Regions from separate parts of the Mus musculus genome. Here region 2 is linked to region 1. The links are chromatin contacts, called in public Hi-C maps. All regions are on one chromosome and are shown on one strand. The core of a region is the stretch at or near the end of the contact, and the rest is flanking DNA. Distances in the headings are between cores, read along the strand shown. Region 1 has its middle 22 kb from the start of Gm29916. Region 2 overlaps Osbpl8 (oxysterol binding protein-like 8).

Region 1 (6,593 bases), core at 3,578-6,077:
CCAGTCACTGCTGTGGATGTTTCTTAAATCACCTATGCCTTCAATCTTATGAGCGTCAGACTTTCTGGTCTTCAAGACAGACAATCAAGTTTCTAAATTCTGTTTCATCTTTGCAGGTGAAGCAGACAGGATTCTGGCAGCGGAATCAAAAGCTTGCTTCATTCAGAACGTGCCCCCCCCCGCCCCCCCCCCGCCCCCCCGTCTCTCAGGTTGCTGCCCCGCCCCCAGCCCCACCCAGGTGTAGTAGCCGCAAGCTGAGGGATAATATAGATAATATTGATTCTCTGATCCTTTATAGTCGTGCTTTTGTTTTGATCCATGAACTGACCGGATGTAGACTGGCCCCCTCCGCTCCTCATACTCAAATCCATGTAAGAAAGGGGAGGCTTGTAGGTGTCAGAAATGGAAAGACTCAAATTCAGAGTAGCGAGTGAGTAGTGCCAAAGCTGGGGGTGTCACGGTCACAGAGCACCCAGGATTGGCTATTGTCAAGCGGCATGGCGTGAGTCATCAGACTTCACGTCCGTCCGTCCGACCGTGAGGCAGCAACCGCAGAGAATAAGCAGCTGACTTAGCTAAGAGAAGTGCTCCGTTAGCTTCCTGAACATGAGCAAGAAGTCTGTGCTGGTCAGTATTGCGTTAGCTTGACACAGCTAGGGCAATCTGGGAAGAGAGAAAAATGCCTCCATCTGATTGGCCGGTGAGCAAGTCTGTGGGGGAGCATTCTCTTCACCAATGATCCATGTGGAATAGTCCAGACCACTCCTGGGTTGATAGTTCTGGGATGAATAAAAATAAATAAATAAGCTCAGCAACCAGGAGCAAGTTTCTAAACTGCGTTCCTCCATTACCTCTGAGTCCTGCCTGGATTTCCCTTCCTGGTGGATTATAACTTGGGTTAACCCTTTCCTCTCCCAGGTTACTCTTGGCCGTGATATTTATCACAGCAATAGAGAGCAAACGAGGAGCCTCTGGTGGGAGCCTCGGGTTTGAGAGTTCAGTCCATGCTCAGCTTGGTCTGTTGTTTTTAAGTCCGTGACAAGGCAAAAGCATCATGGGAGAAAGCTGTGACAGAAGAAAATGGTCCCCATTATGGCTGCACAATGTGAAGGAGTCTAGAACATTCTTTTAGGAGTAATTAACTCTATTTTCTTATTTTTATAGTTATCTTATTTATATAGTAATACAAAGCAAAGTTGCATGCAGAATTCATTCAGATCATTTAATAGCTTCAGTTTTAGTCCTTTTATATGCGTTTGGAGATTTATGTAAAGAGAAGTTATTAATATGTGGTCAGAGCAATTACTGTACTCCAGGAGGGCTGTGAAACACACATGCAGACAGACAGACAGACAGACAGACACACACACACACACACACACACACACACACTCAAGAAATAGAGTTTTCCTCAAGCTGCAGAACAAGAAGACACTAAACAGTTGATCCTTAGAGTTGGATGGATTCTGGTACAAAACATTTCTCGAGCAGCTGGAGAGATGGCTCAGTGGTTAAGAGCATTGACTGCTTTTCCAGAGGTCCTGAGTTCAATTCCCAGCAACCACATGGTGGCTCACAACCACCTGTAGTGGGATCCGATGCCCTCTTCTGGTGTGTCTGAAGACAGCTACAGTGTACTCATATACATAAAATAAAACTTTAAAGACAAACAAACAAAAATGTTTCTTGAAGGGGAGGAAAAGTAGCAGTTTGGACCGTCCATTCTTCTCTTTCTTCTTCCTCCGCCCTGGCTGCTGGCTGTGATGTTAGTGTTGCCTCTCTATACTTTCTTAACACCAATTCTGCCTTTATTTCTTTTTTATTTTTTACTTTTTCTTTCCTTTTCTCTTCTTTCTTTTTCTCTCTCTTTCTTCCTTTCTTCCTTCCTTCCTTCCTCCCTCCCTTCCTTTTCTTTCTCCCTCTCTTTCTTTCTCCCTCTCTTTCTTTCTCCCTCTCTTTCTCCCTCTCTTTCTTTCTCCCTCTCTTTCTTTCTCCCTCTCTTTCTTTCTCCCTCTCTTTCTCCCTCTCTTTCTTTCTCCCTCTCTTTCTTTCTCCCTCTCTTTCTTTCTCCCTCTCTTTCTTTCTCCCTCTCTTTCTTTCTCCCTCTCTTTCTTTCTTTCTTTCTTTCTTTCTTTCTTTCTTTCTTTCTTCCTTTCTTTCTTTCTCTTTATTTCTCTGTATAGCCCTGGCTGACCTGGAACTCTATCGGTAGACCAGGCTGGCCTCCATTTCATAGCGATCTATCTGCTTACCTGTCTCTGGAATGCTGGGGCTCAAGACTTTTGCCACCATGTTGGGCGAGTGCCACCTTCCTATGAGTGGGAGTGGGAGTGAAGAGTTCTGTGGAGGCCTCATGAGAGGCAGTGAAAAGTTTAAAGCTGACTGTGTGGGTTGCATCTCCTTCCTGTGTGCATACTGAACACCTTTCGGAAGGTTCTGTGGGGATTGTCTGTCATCTGTTTTCAGTTATCACCACATGAAGCCAAGGCGCGGAAAGTGATCTCCCTCCATTTCACAGGGAAACATTTCTACATCTCTTGCCTTGGCTATTCTGCACGTTCCAACAACCGCATGACCGTCATGCAAGATGGACCCCAGTTCAGAGTCTACCTTTCCCTGACTTTCTTAATCAGTTGCAAGTTCTCACCAGGTGTTGTTTTTTACTGTCCAATGTCCAAGGCTCAAAACGACCTTCTGGGGCCCTAGGATGTTCTCAGAAGCTTCTAGAAGCAGTAGATAGTGCTCCTGACCCGGAAGTCTTACACCAAGCTGGGTCGGGACCCTCATGCCAGGGCTTCACTTTCTGGGCCACTCATCTTCTCTGTGGCAAGGAACAGCATGACATGGCGGCACTCTGGTCCTGGGAGGAGGTGTGCATAGCAGGGGGTGGATGAGGACTTGGAGGTCACCCTCAAATACATAGGGAATTTGACAGCAGCCTGAGTTAGAAAACCTTCTCCCAGGGCTGGAGGAGGCTGGAACAGCTGTCTTTTCGGCCACTTTTATCTGCACGTTAGCAGAAGATCCTCCTCTAGGCAAGGGTGGGCTGGTCCTGCAGTGTGATTTTATCATTACCGTTATTTACACCGTTGAGAATCGAAGCAAGTGTTTTCACACTAGGCAAGTTCTCCACCACTGAGTCATAGCCCCAGTCCCTACACTACAGGGTTCTGTTTGGTTTGAAAGATAGGGTTTTCTGGTTGGCTCAGCAGTTAAGAGCACTGACTACTCTTCTAGAGGACCTGAGTTCAATTCCCAGCACCCACATGGTGGCTCACAACCATCTATAATGAGATCTGATGCCCTCTTCTGGTGTGGCTGAGGACAGCTATAGTGTACTCATACACACAAAACAAACAAATAATTCTTTAAAAAAAAAAAAAAAAAAGGACAGGGTTTTCTAACTCAGACTGGCCTCAAAGTCACTGTATGCTTGTGGGTGACCTTGAAGTCCTGGTCCTCTGACTGCCACCTCCCAAGTGCTGGGATTGTGTCTCCACTCTCAGGTTATATACTGCTGGGGTGCAACCCAGGGCCTTACGCATTGCTAAGCAAGTGCTCTACCAGCTGAGCTACGTGCCCAGCCCCCTACCTATCACACATTTCCAATTGGTTGGGTTTTTTTTTCTTTTTGTTTTTGTTTTTGTTTTTGTTTTTGTTTTTTTCAAGACAGGGTTTCTCTGTGTAGCCCTGGCTGTCCTGGAGCTCACTCTGTAGACCAGGCTGGCCTCGAACTCAGAAATTCACCTGCCTCCCGAGTGCTGGGATTAAAGGAGACAGAATCTAGCTTTGTAGCCCTGGCTGGCCTGGGACTTACTATGTACACCAGGCTGGCCCTGAGTCTGGAACTTCGCAGTGAATGCCAACAGAATAGACTCCAACAGAGCTTCTCTAGTTTAGTCCAAGGTCCAAAGAGGGTTTTCACGGGTCAGAGAAAGTAGAGAATTTCTCTCCTCCCTGCCCCCCCCCCACACCCGCCCCTGCAGCACCAACCCTCAAACAATGTTGTGATGGCAAAGTCAGCCAAGCTAGTGACTAAAACTCCAAGGAACTATTTATTATGACACACAGAGGTTGTGGTCCCAGGAGTGCATAGGAATCCTTATTGCTACACACACACACACACACACACACACAATGTGATTTTAGATGAATTATTTGATATCTTTGAGTGTTTTGTTTACCATGTGCACCTCATGTGTGTGACTGATATCTGAGGTGGTCAGTAAGGTACACCCTGGAATTAACCAATAGATGGAGCTGGGTGGTGCTGGCAAGACTTTAATCCCAGCACTCAGGAGGCAGGGCAGGTGGATCCCTGAGTTCAAGGTCAGGCTGGTCTAGAGAGTGAGTTCTAGGACAGCCAGGGCTACACAGAGAATCAATCTTTCTCTTTCTCTCCTTTCTCTTTTTTTTTCTCTCTCTCTGATACAGAGAGACAGACAGACATACAGAGACAGAGAGCACTGAAGAGAGAACGCTGGGTGAGTAGGGAGGGGAAGGAGAATCTGGGAAGAGGTGAACAAGAGGAAAAAAAATAACCAAAATATACTGTATAAAATTCTCAACAGACAAACAAAAACATTAGTGGGGATGGGAGAACACCAGCCCAGGGTAGCCTCGAACTCATGACTTCCCTGCTTTAGCATACTGAGTGCTCGGAGTATCAGCATGTGCCACCACATTCGGCTCTCTTGAGGGATCTTTACACCTTTTAAAATGTCTTTTAAAAATACTTATTTATTTTGGTGTGTGTGTGTGTGTGTGAATGCCTAGTGTATTTCATGTGCCACATTCATGCAGTGCCCAAGGAGGCCAGAAGAGGGCATCCAATCTCTGGGAACTGAGCTGCTATAAGGCGTTCCAGAAACCAAAGTTGGGTCTTGAAACGGTAGCAAGTGCAACTGCTGAGCCATCTCTTCCTACCAAAGATACAAGCGCGTAGGAAGTCCCTGAGAGAGGAGGTAGATTTTGTGTCAAGGGAGGGTGGTGGTAAATGGCACACCAGCTGTGAACCAGAGGACGCTCACTAAGCCCACAACTTATTTCCTGCTGAGAATTTCTTCATTGGTGAGCAGCTGGAGACAGCGGGATGGTATCCCGCCTTGCCTTGTTCTGCTCATTCTAAAGTCTAGTAACCATAAATAAAACTGTTACTTGAGTTAAATAAAAACATCTCTTGGGGCCATCAGAAATTTCTTAAATTGAGTTTTTCAGTTTTAGAAACTGGTTTTGCGATCAATAGAAAGGGTTTGAATACCTTTCGGTTACTGGGCTAGACCCTGAGTCTCAGGGACTGATGCCCACGTGACTAGCTGGAGCTCTCAGTAAGGGTGGGGAATGTCAGAGGAAGTGAGGTTGCCCAGATGGGAAGACCACTTTAAAGATGCTCTATCTTCTGCTACATCAGCGGTTCTCAGCCTTCCTAACGTCATGACCCTTTAATACAGTTCCTCCAACCATGAAATTATTTTTGTTGCTACTTTATAACTGTAATTTTGCTACCATTATAAATCATAATGTAAACACGACCCCTGTAAAGGGTCATTTGACCCCCAAAAGGGTTTCAACCCATAGGTTGAGAACCACTGTTCTAGATGAAAGGGAGATAGTTGAAGTCTTTAAATGGGGATAAAATGTACCCGATGTGTGTTTTTCGAGGCTAGCCTGGTCTACAAAGCAAGTTCTAGGGCAGCTGGGGCTATAAAAAACAAAAACAAAAACAAACAAACAAAAACCCTTGTCTCAAAAAGCTAAAAAGCGCCGGGCGTGGTGGCGCACGCCTTTAATCCCAGCACTCAGGAGGCAGAGGCAGGCGGATTTCTGAGTTCGAGGCCAGCTTGGTCTACAAAGTGAGTGCCAGGACAGCCAGGGCTACACACAGAGAAACCCTGTCTCGAAAAACCAAAAAAAAAAAAAAAAAAAAAAAAAAAAAAAAAAAAAAAAAAAAAAAAAAAACCAAAAACAAAAAAAGCTAAAAAGCTATCCCCACCTCCACCTCCCAACCCCCTTCCAAAACGAAAGTCTCTCCATGAATGAAACAGCAAGGCAGAGCCCTTGAGACCCCACAAAAAGATGAGTGCCGAAGAAGAAAAGGAAGCGGATGATGCTCCCCCGCCCCTCTCTTTGTGTGTGTCTATTTAAGCATCTTCAAGGATGTTCAGCACCATCCAATAAAGGGAATTTTTGCTAATTATTGAGGCTGCCGCGGAAGGTCTGCCACCTAGTGGACAGTCGTGGAGAAAACTATGTATGTTTTGTTGAAGGGCCAGAAACATTGGTACCAAATTACGCCGTCCGAATCTTCTCAGTATCTTTGTTATTAGCATATTGTCACCGTATTCAGCTTTTAAGGGTCAGGGAGATGGCTCCGTGGGTAAAAAGTGCTGGCTCACACGCCCAAAAACCTGACCCCTGGACCTCACTTTAAGAGCAAGGCAGGATGCGATATACCTGCAATCCCATCTCTTCTAGGACAAGACAGGAGGTGGGAGGTGGAGTCCGAAGAACCACCCGCAAGCTCCCTGGCTATCCTGAAATACACAGCACAGCAACAGAAACAGGAGAGACCAGCCTCAAAACAAAAGGGACGA
Region 2 (7,032 bases), core at 768-3,267, 82 kb after region 1:
CACTTCTGTTAGTATAAGGATAAAACTTAAAGTGTCTTTAGAAATGATGCTGGTCTAGCAAAGTGGTGGTAGTAGATTCTCCTTGGCTGTACAAAAGCTGTCTATTTTGATGCAATCCCATTTGTCAATTCTTGTTACTATTTCCTTAACTTTTAAAATCCTACACAGAAAATCCTTGCCTCTGCGTGTATCTTGAGGTGTTTTCCTTATGTTCTAGTTATTTCAAAGTTCCACATTTTCCATTATAGTTTTTTATTCACTTTGAATTAACTTTTGTACAGAATTAAACAACAATGTAGTTTTAGTCTTTACATATGGATATTTTGGTTCCCCAGCACCATATGATAAAAGGCTGTCATTCCTCCAGCATTTGGGTTGTTTGACATCTTTGCTGAGAATAAGGTAACTGTAGCAGTGCGTGCGGGTTTATCTGTGTGTCCTCTGTCAAACCTCGCGTGTCTATGTGTGTGTGTTCATACTAGTATTTACTATGGCTCTGCAGCATAATTTTAAATCAGGTGTTATAATGCCTCTAGCATTACTCTCATAATTGCTTCCATATGATTTTAGGATTGCTTTGTTGTTGTGTCCTATCTACGTGAAGTAAAAATTGGAATATTGATGAGGAGTCCATCGAATCGATGGGCTACATTTAGTAATATAATTATTTTGACAATATTAATTGTTGCATGTAATATTAAAAATCAGTCCATGCTATTGCGGGCTACTCTCCGGCCCTGGCAGTCTCGCTGCCTCCAAAGCTCAACTTCTCACAGTCCCAGTCATTTAACCCCTGCGGCTGGCTGCTGTCAAACCTATAAGCAATCTCAAATTTCCACTGCTAGCTGGGGATGCACTCTCGCAAACCCATGCTCTGCCAGGGTTACCTTCCCCTAGAGCTCAGTTTAATGGCTGCGAAATGGAAAACCCCAGACAATCTTAGTATAACAGTCACTGGGCTCGGAATCTAGCATCCTAACTTCCCCAGCTGTTCCATGTTAGAAATCTTCCGGTGACGGATCCTGGTGGATTAACCACCTGAACTAACAGCCCCTGGCCTACGTCTTGTCTGCTTCCCTCCCACCATCCAAAAGCGAGTGATAAATGCTTTTAAAAATGTTCTATACCTTAGAATTCTATCATGAAAAACATAAAGGAGAAATCATGTATGATTCTGTACAATATCACACACACAATGTGTGTGTGTGTAAATATGTAGTTCAGGTGAGTGTGTCTATGTGTGTCCAGGAGGGAGAAAGCAACATTCTTTAAGGCTTCGCCCTCTGCTCTGTACTCGCCAAGGCCCTTAACTGGATGTGACTGTTTTAGTTTTTTTTTGTTTTTTTGGTTTTTCGAGACAGGGTTTCTCTGTGTAGCTCTGGCTGTCCTGGAACTCACTCTGTAGACCAGGCTGGCCTCGAACTCAGAAATCCGCCTGCCTCTGCCTCCCAAGTGCTGGGATTAAAGGCGTGTGCCACCACTGCCCAGCTTTGGTGTGACTGTTATGGATCTGATAAAACCTTTGTTTTCTACACCCTTTCACCAAAATGGTTACTATTGCTGTGATGAAACACTGCGGCCAAAAGCAAGTTGGCAGTAAAGGCTTTATTTCTCTCACAGTTCACATTAACAGTTTATCATCAAAAGTAGTGAGGGCAGGAACTCAAGCAGGGCAGGAACCTTGAAGCAGGAGCTGATGTAGAGACCGTAGAGGGATGCTGCTCACTGGCTTGCTGCTCCTCATGGTTTGCTCAGCCTGCTTCCTAATAGGAACGACCAGCCCAGGGATGGCACCACCCACAGTGGGCTGGGCCCTGCCCCATCAATCATTAATGAAGAAAATGCCCTGCCAGTGTGTGAACATTCTCATCTTCTGAAGGCATCTTCTCAGTTGAGGTTCCTCCTCTCAGATGACTGACTGTAGCTTGTATCAAGTGGACATAAAACCAGCCAGGCAGAGACTTAATCTTGTAGCCTTACTTCCTGCAATAGCTCCCCTGTTTTGTTTCAAGGTCAACATTGCTGATCTTTCAAGTTTCATTTCTCACTCACTGTGTCTCGCTTTCTCATCGCACATTATTCTTAGGCTGAGAATGAAATGGCTCAGAATTTTAACTTGGTATTTCAGCTGTCCTTTCTAAGAAATAAGGATACTATCTAAATAAAATGTAGAAGACAATCACTATTGTACATACAGAATCCCAGGGAAAATCTGTGAGTATGAGTATTAGAAAAAAAGCAATTCTGTGTTCTTCATCATTTTACATTTGAACATGGCCACGACTGAGAAGTGATTATTAAAGTGAAATAATATAAAATATTTTTCAAAATGAAAGCATTTATTTTTACTTTATTTTACTCAGCACCTGTAATCCCAGCTCTGGATTGCCAAGGCAGGTGGATTTTGAAATCCAGGCCAGCTTGAGCTACACGAGGAGATTAAAGCCAGTGTAGGATGCGTGTCAGTACTGTCTCAGAAGTGTACACACACACACACACACACACACACACAGAGAATTATCACATTGCTTCATATTAGGTTTCTTGAAATATATTGTAATGTCATGAGATCATTGCTTTATTTAGTTTTTAATCTTGACTTATTTATAAATCCTGTAGCCTAGATTGTCCTTGAGTTTTCTCTGTAAGAAAAGGAATCTGTGGTCTTAATTTCCTGAGGCTTTGCCTCAGTGCTGGGATTACAGGCATGGCGCACCATGCCTGAATAGCTTTCTGGGGAGAGTTTTTACATCTTGATTTCCAAATGAACTGAATTGAGATTCTGAAAAACTGTAAAAGCTTTCAGAGCTTCTTTAGCACACGGTGACAGATGCACAGCAGGCCCATATGCTGTGGGTCTATTATTATAGTTCAATCATTATTTTTGCTTTAGAGAAGGGCTATGGCTGAGTTCCAAGAGAGTGAAACTGGTGAATATGGATATTCACATTGTTTTCAACAGGAAGAGCTCTCTCTCTCTCAGCTGCCTCTGTGTTTCATACATAACATTGCATCTCCTAGATGAAGAAGCTACAATTCTGGATGTTACTGTGAAATTTAAATGGGTATCTGAATCAGATGGAAGGACACTCTGATTTTTTTCTCCCACATATGGACTTGATGCCATAGGCACACTAATTCTTCCATCTCCTCACGACTGCTCCTTTACGCCTCCGTGCTTCTGTCAGCGCCAGTCCCTCCACCTGCCCTGACCCTCCACCTGCCTGACCCTCCACCTGCCTGACCCTCCACCTGCCTGACCCTCCACCTGCCTGTCCCTCCACCTGCCTGTCCCTCCACCTGCCTGACCCTCCACCTGCCTGACCCTCCACCTGCCTGACCCTCCACCTGCCTGTCCCTCCACCTGCCTGACCCTCCACCTGCCTGACCCTCCACCTGCCTGACCCTCCACCTGCCTGACCCTCCACCTGCCTGACCCTCCACCTGCCTGTCCCTCTACCTGCCTGACCCTCCACCTGCCTGACCCTCCACCTGCCTGACCCTCCACCTGCCTGACCCTCCACCTGCCTGACCCTCCACCTGCCTGACCCTCCACCTGCCTGTCCCTCTACCTGCCTGTCCCTCTACCTGCCTGACCCTCCACCTGCCTGACCCTCCACCTGCCTGACCCTCCACCTGCCTGACCCTCCACCTGCCTGTCCCTCTACCTGCCTGTCCCTCTACCTGCCTGACCCTCCACCTGCCTGACCCTCCACCTGCCTGTCCCTCCACCTGCCTGTCCCTCCACCTGCCTGTCCCTCCACCTGCCTATCCCTCCACCTGCCTGACCCTCCACCTGCCTAACCCTCCACCTGCCTGACCCTCCACTTGCTGTACACTCCCTTCTTTATTTTTCCTTTCAAAATTTGCATGCAAAATTCTTTCCTCTAGAAAGCCCTCATCATTGCCTCCATCTTTGTTTTACCTTAATACAGACAGGAGATTTAATGCTGTGAGTTGTGTTGCTGTTAGTTGCCAGCACCCATTCGGTGCTAAGATTAACTGCCCCATCTAATTGTCATAGCTGCTCTTTAAGATTAACTGCCCCATCTAATTGTCACAGCTGCTCTGTGACTTCCATTTCACAGACAGGGCAACAGAACAAATGGACTTTCTCATTTACCACATGCATTTCTTAAGGCAAACTCTTAGGTTTAGCTGTGCTAAAATTTGAACATTTTAAAAGTTAGTGTGTATGTATCGAGACAGGATCTCACTGTGTTGCCCAGGCTGGCCTTAGTTCACTATGTAACACAGGCTGTAGGCAGGCCTCAAAGTCATGATGATCCTTCTGCCTCAGCCTTCCAAGGGCTGGACTTACAGGCATGTACAGGACACCCAGCAGCTTTGCTTGGGATAGTATAGTCTTTTCCCTCCCCTCCTCTCCCCTCCCCCCTCTCTCATTGTTCTCATATGTTAAAACACAACTTTAAACTCCTCAGACTACTTTATTCAGGTATGGTGTGCATGAAATTAAAAAAAAAAAGTACCCATTTAAAAGAACAGTTTGTAGTTTTGTAGTGTAGACACCCATGAAATTTGCACCACAGTGTAAACAGTTTTCCCAGTAGCCCTTTAAAATTCATGCATGCCTTTTCCCTTCATCCCTCTTCTTGCCCACTTTCCCCCAGATAACAGCTGATCTGGGCTCTGTCTCAACACTTCTGCCTGTTCTCATTTCATACAGTTAGAGTATATACACTAGTCTGACTTCTTTGCTTGGCATACGTTTTACAGTGTTCCTTTTTATGGCTGGATACTGTTGCGTGTATGTGACTATGGTACAGTTCAGTTATTTGCTCACTTGTTAACAGGCATTTGGCTTGTTTCATGTTTGTGCCTGTTGTAAGTGAAGCTGTTACAGAAATGAAATCTATGTTGCAGGTCTTTGGCTGGCTACATTTCCATCTCTCTTGGGCCTACAATGGAGGAGTGTTTTATTTAGTTCTTGTTCATTATCATCAATACTTACATTGTCATTTAAAAGTATTTTAGCTATCCTTGTCATTCTTCAGTAGTGTGTTATGTGGCTTTTCTACACATCTCTTTGATGGCTAGTGGAACTGACCATCTTGCTTAAACTGGTCATATGTATCCTTTTTTCCTTCTTTCTTTTTATTTTGTTTTGATTTTTTTTTTTTTTTTTTGATTTTTCGAGACAGGGTTTCTCTGTGTAGTCCTGGCTGTCCTGGAACTCACTCTATAGACCAGGCAGGCCTCGAACTCAGAAATCCACCTGCCTCTGCCTCCCAAGTGCTGGGATTAAAGGTGTGCACCACCACGCCCGGCTCCTTCTTTCTTTTTAAAGGCAGTACCTTATATTGTAGCCTTTGATGGTTTTGCACTCACAGCAGTCCTGCCTTAACCTTCTGAGTGGGGGAATTATAGATGTGATCTATAAATCTGGCTCTAGAATCTTTAATCTGCTTTCAAATTATTGCTTCTTCTCATCTTGTTTTTTTTAAACCAATTTTCTATTGACTTAAAAATTATTTCTTGAGATTTTATGCATATGGATGTTTTGACTGCATGTATGTCTGTGTAGCACATGCATCTAGTACTCTAGAGCAGGGAGGCCGGAAGAGGGTGTTATTCTTTACAACTGGAGTTACAGATAGTTGTGAGCCACCATGTGGTTGCTAGGAACCGGACCTAGGACCTCTGAAAGAGCAGTCAGTGCTCCTAACTTCATTTCTCCAGTGCCTCCCTCTCCCACTGACCTAAGAATTTATACGCAACTGTTATTTTTCTGAGCCATGTTTTATGTAGAGCAGTCTGATGTCAGACTCCTCAGAAACTGCGGATAATTTTGAACTTCTGGTTTCCTTCCTTTCCCTCCTAAGTGGTGGGATTCCAGGTGTCACGCCTGGTGATGGGGCTTTGTGCACACTACGCATGCTTGCAAGCACTCTGCCATCTCTGTTCCTAAAACTATGATTTTGAGCAAGAGTTTAATTTTTATGATGTCTGGCACATGAAGTTCAGGTACTCCACCCTCAGTTTATATTTTTGGTCTCCTGAGAAGTTTTTTTTTTTGTTTGTTTTGTTGTTGTTTTTGTTTTTACCATTCTCCAGCAGAGACTTATGCTAGCTGGTTCTGGGTATAAGTGCTGCTTATGTTAAGGACGAGTTAGAGAGAACTTTGAGCTGGTCCGTAGGGGTCTTCTTTAGCTGTGCTGTCAATGGTTTCAGAACTATGGCTTACGAAGCTGTGGCTTGCTGTGTGATTTTAACTATTATATGTACAAGTGCTTTGCCAAAAATGCTTGTAAATTACTGTAGTGACCAAAGAGGTCAGGAGAGGGCATCAGATTCCCTGGAACTGGAGTTACAGAGAGTTGGGAGCCACTGTGTGTGTGTGTGTGTGTGTGTGTGTGTGTGTGTGTTGGAAATCAAATCCAGGTCCTGGAGAGTAACAGCCAGTGTTGTCGTTTTTTGTTTTTTTGTTTACCTTATTCTGAGATAGTCACACTATGTGGCCCTGAACTTGCTGTGAAGACTAGGCTGGCTCTGTACTATAAGGGATCCACCTGTTTCTGCCTCTCAGGGGCTGACTTAAAGGCATATGTCATCCCATCTCACTAGCTTGCTAATTTTAAAGAAGATCTGTGGTTTGGGGCTGAAGTAACTCAAGTTGTGTATCAGAATACAGCATTTAAATGTAAAATCTGGGATTTGGGGTATAGCTCAATGGTGGAAACTTTCTATTACTGACCGTTTCTCAGAAGAGAAACTTTGCTTGGGCAGTTTGAACAACAGGCGGGCATTAGGAACGTGAAGAGTAGAGCAGGTTCTTACAGAATCTGCTAAGGTGCAGGAGCTGGGCTCTGGAAGTGGCTCCTAGTAGCAGGTCCTGGAGAACAAGTCCAAGGCTAGATTATGAAGAGATGTAGTGGGAAGGCCTGTGAGGGAGACCTTTACATAATTTTGAGAAACAAAGAACAAGATAGGATTTGTAGTTATGAAAAATAATAGATGGCACAAAATTGAAGACACCAGAGGCCCTTCCTCTTTAAAGAGTACAGGTAGAAG

What was found. Hi-C and Micro-C count contacts between places; a contact is called where the count stands out from the background.
Region 2: a Hi-C map of bone marrow-derived macrophages shows a contact between it and region 1, with 55 read pairs. The contact joins two enhancer-like sites. A contact is called at or near these places in 4 of 39 promoter capture datasets (the HPC-7 cell line, HPC-7-derived erythroid cells, cranial neural crest and 1 more), 2 of 15 datasets of contacts at CTCF or cohesin (the G1E-ER4 cell line and large pre-B cells), 34 of 484 Hi-C or Micro-C datasets (the 63-12 cell line, B cells, CD8 T cells and 20 more), 8 of 115 datasets of contacts at active chromatin or transcription factors (CD8 T cells, the HPC-7 cell line, bone marrow-derived macrophages and 4 more) and 1 of 9 other capture datasets (embryonic stem cells).

Annotation. Positions count from the first base shown.
Region 1 is chr10:111,102,739-111,109,331 of GRCm38.p6, forward strand. No RefSeq gene overlaps it. Among named protein-coding and RNA genes, the nearest start is that of Gm29916, 22 kb to the left of the region's middle. Within about 2 kb of position 4,828, at least 61 of the 459 cell types and tissues checked have an H3K27ac peak or open chromatin away from gene starts, as enhancers often do. A contact at or near this core is called in bone marrow-derived macrophages, where this site is marked.
Region 2 is chr10:111,187,419-111,194,450 of GRCm38.p6, forward strand. The region is part of intron 1 of Osbpl8 (oxysterol binding protein-like 8); the gene reads left to right. Among named protein-coding and RNA genes, the nearest start is that of Gm51266, 5.3 kb to the left of the region's middle. Within about 2 kb of position 2,018, at least 36 of the 459 cell types and tissues checked have an H3K27ac peak or open chromatin away from gene starts, as enhancers often do. A contact at or near this core is called in bone marrow-derived macrophages, where this site is marked.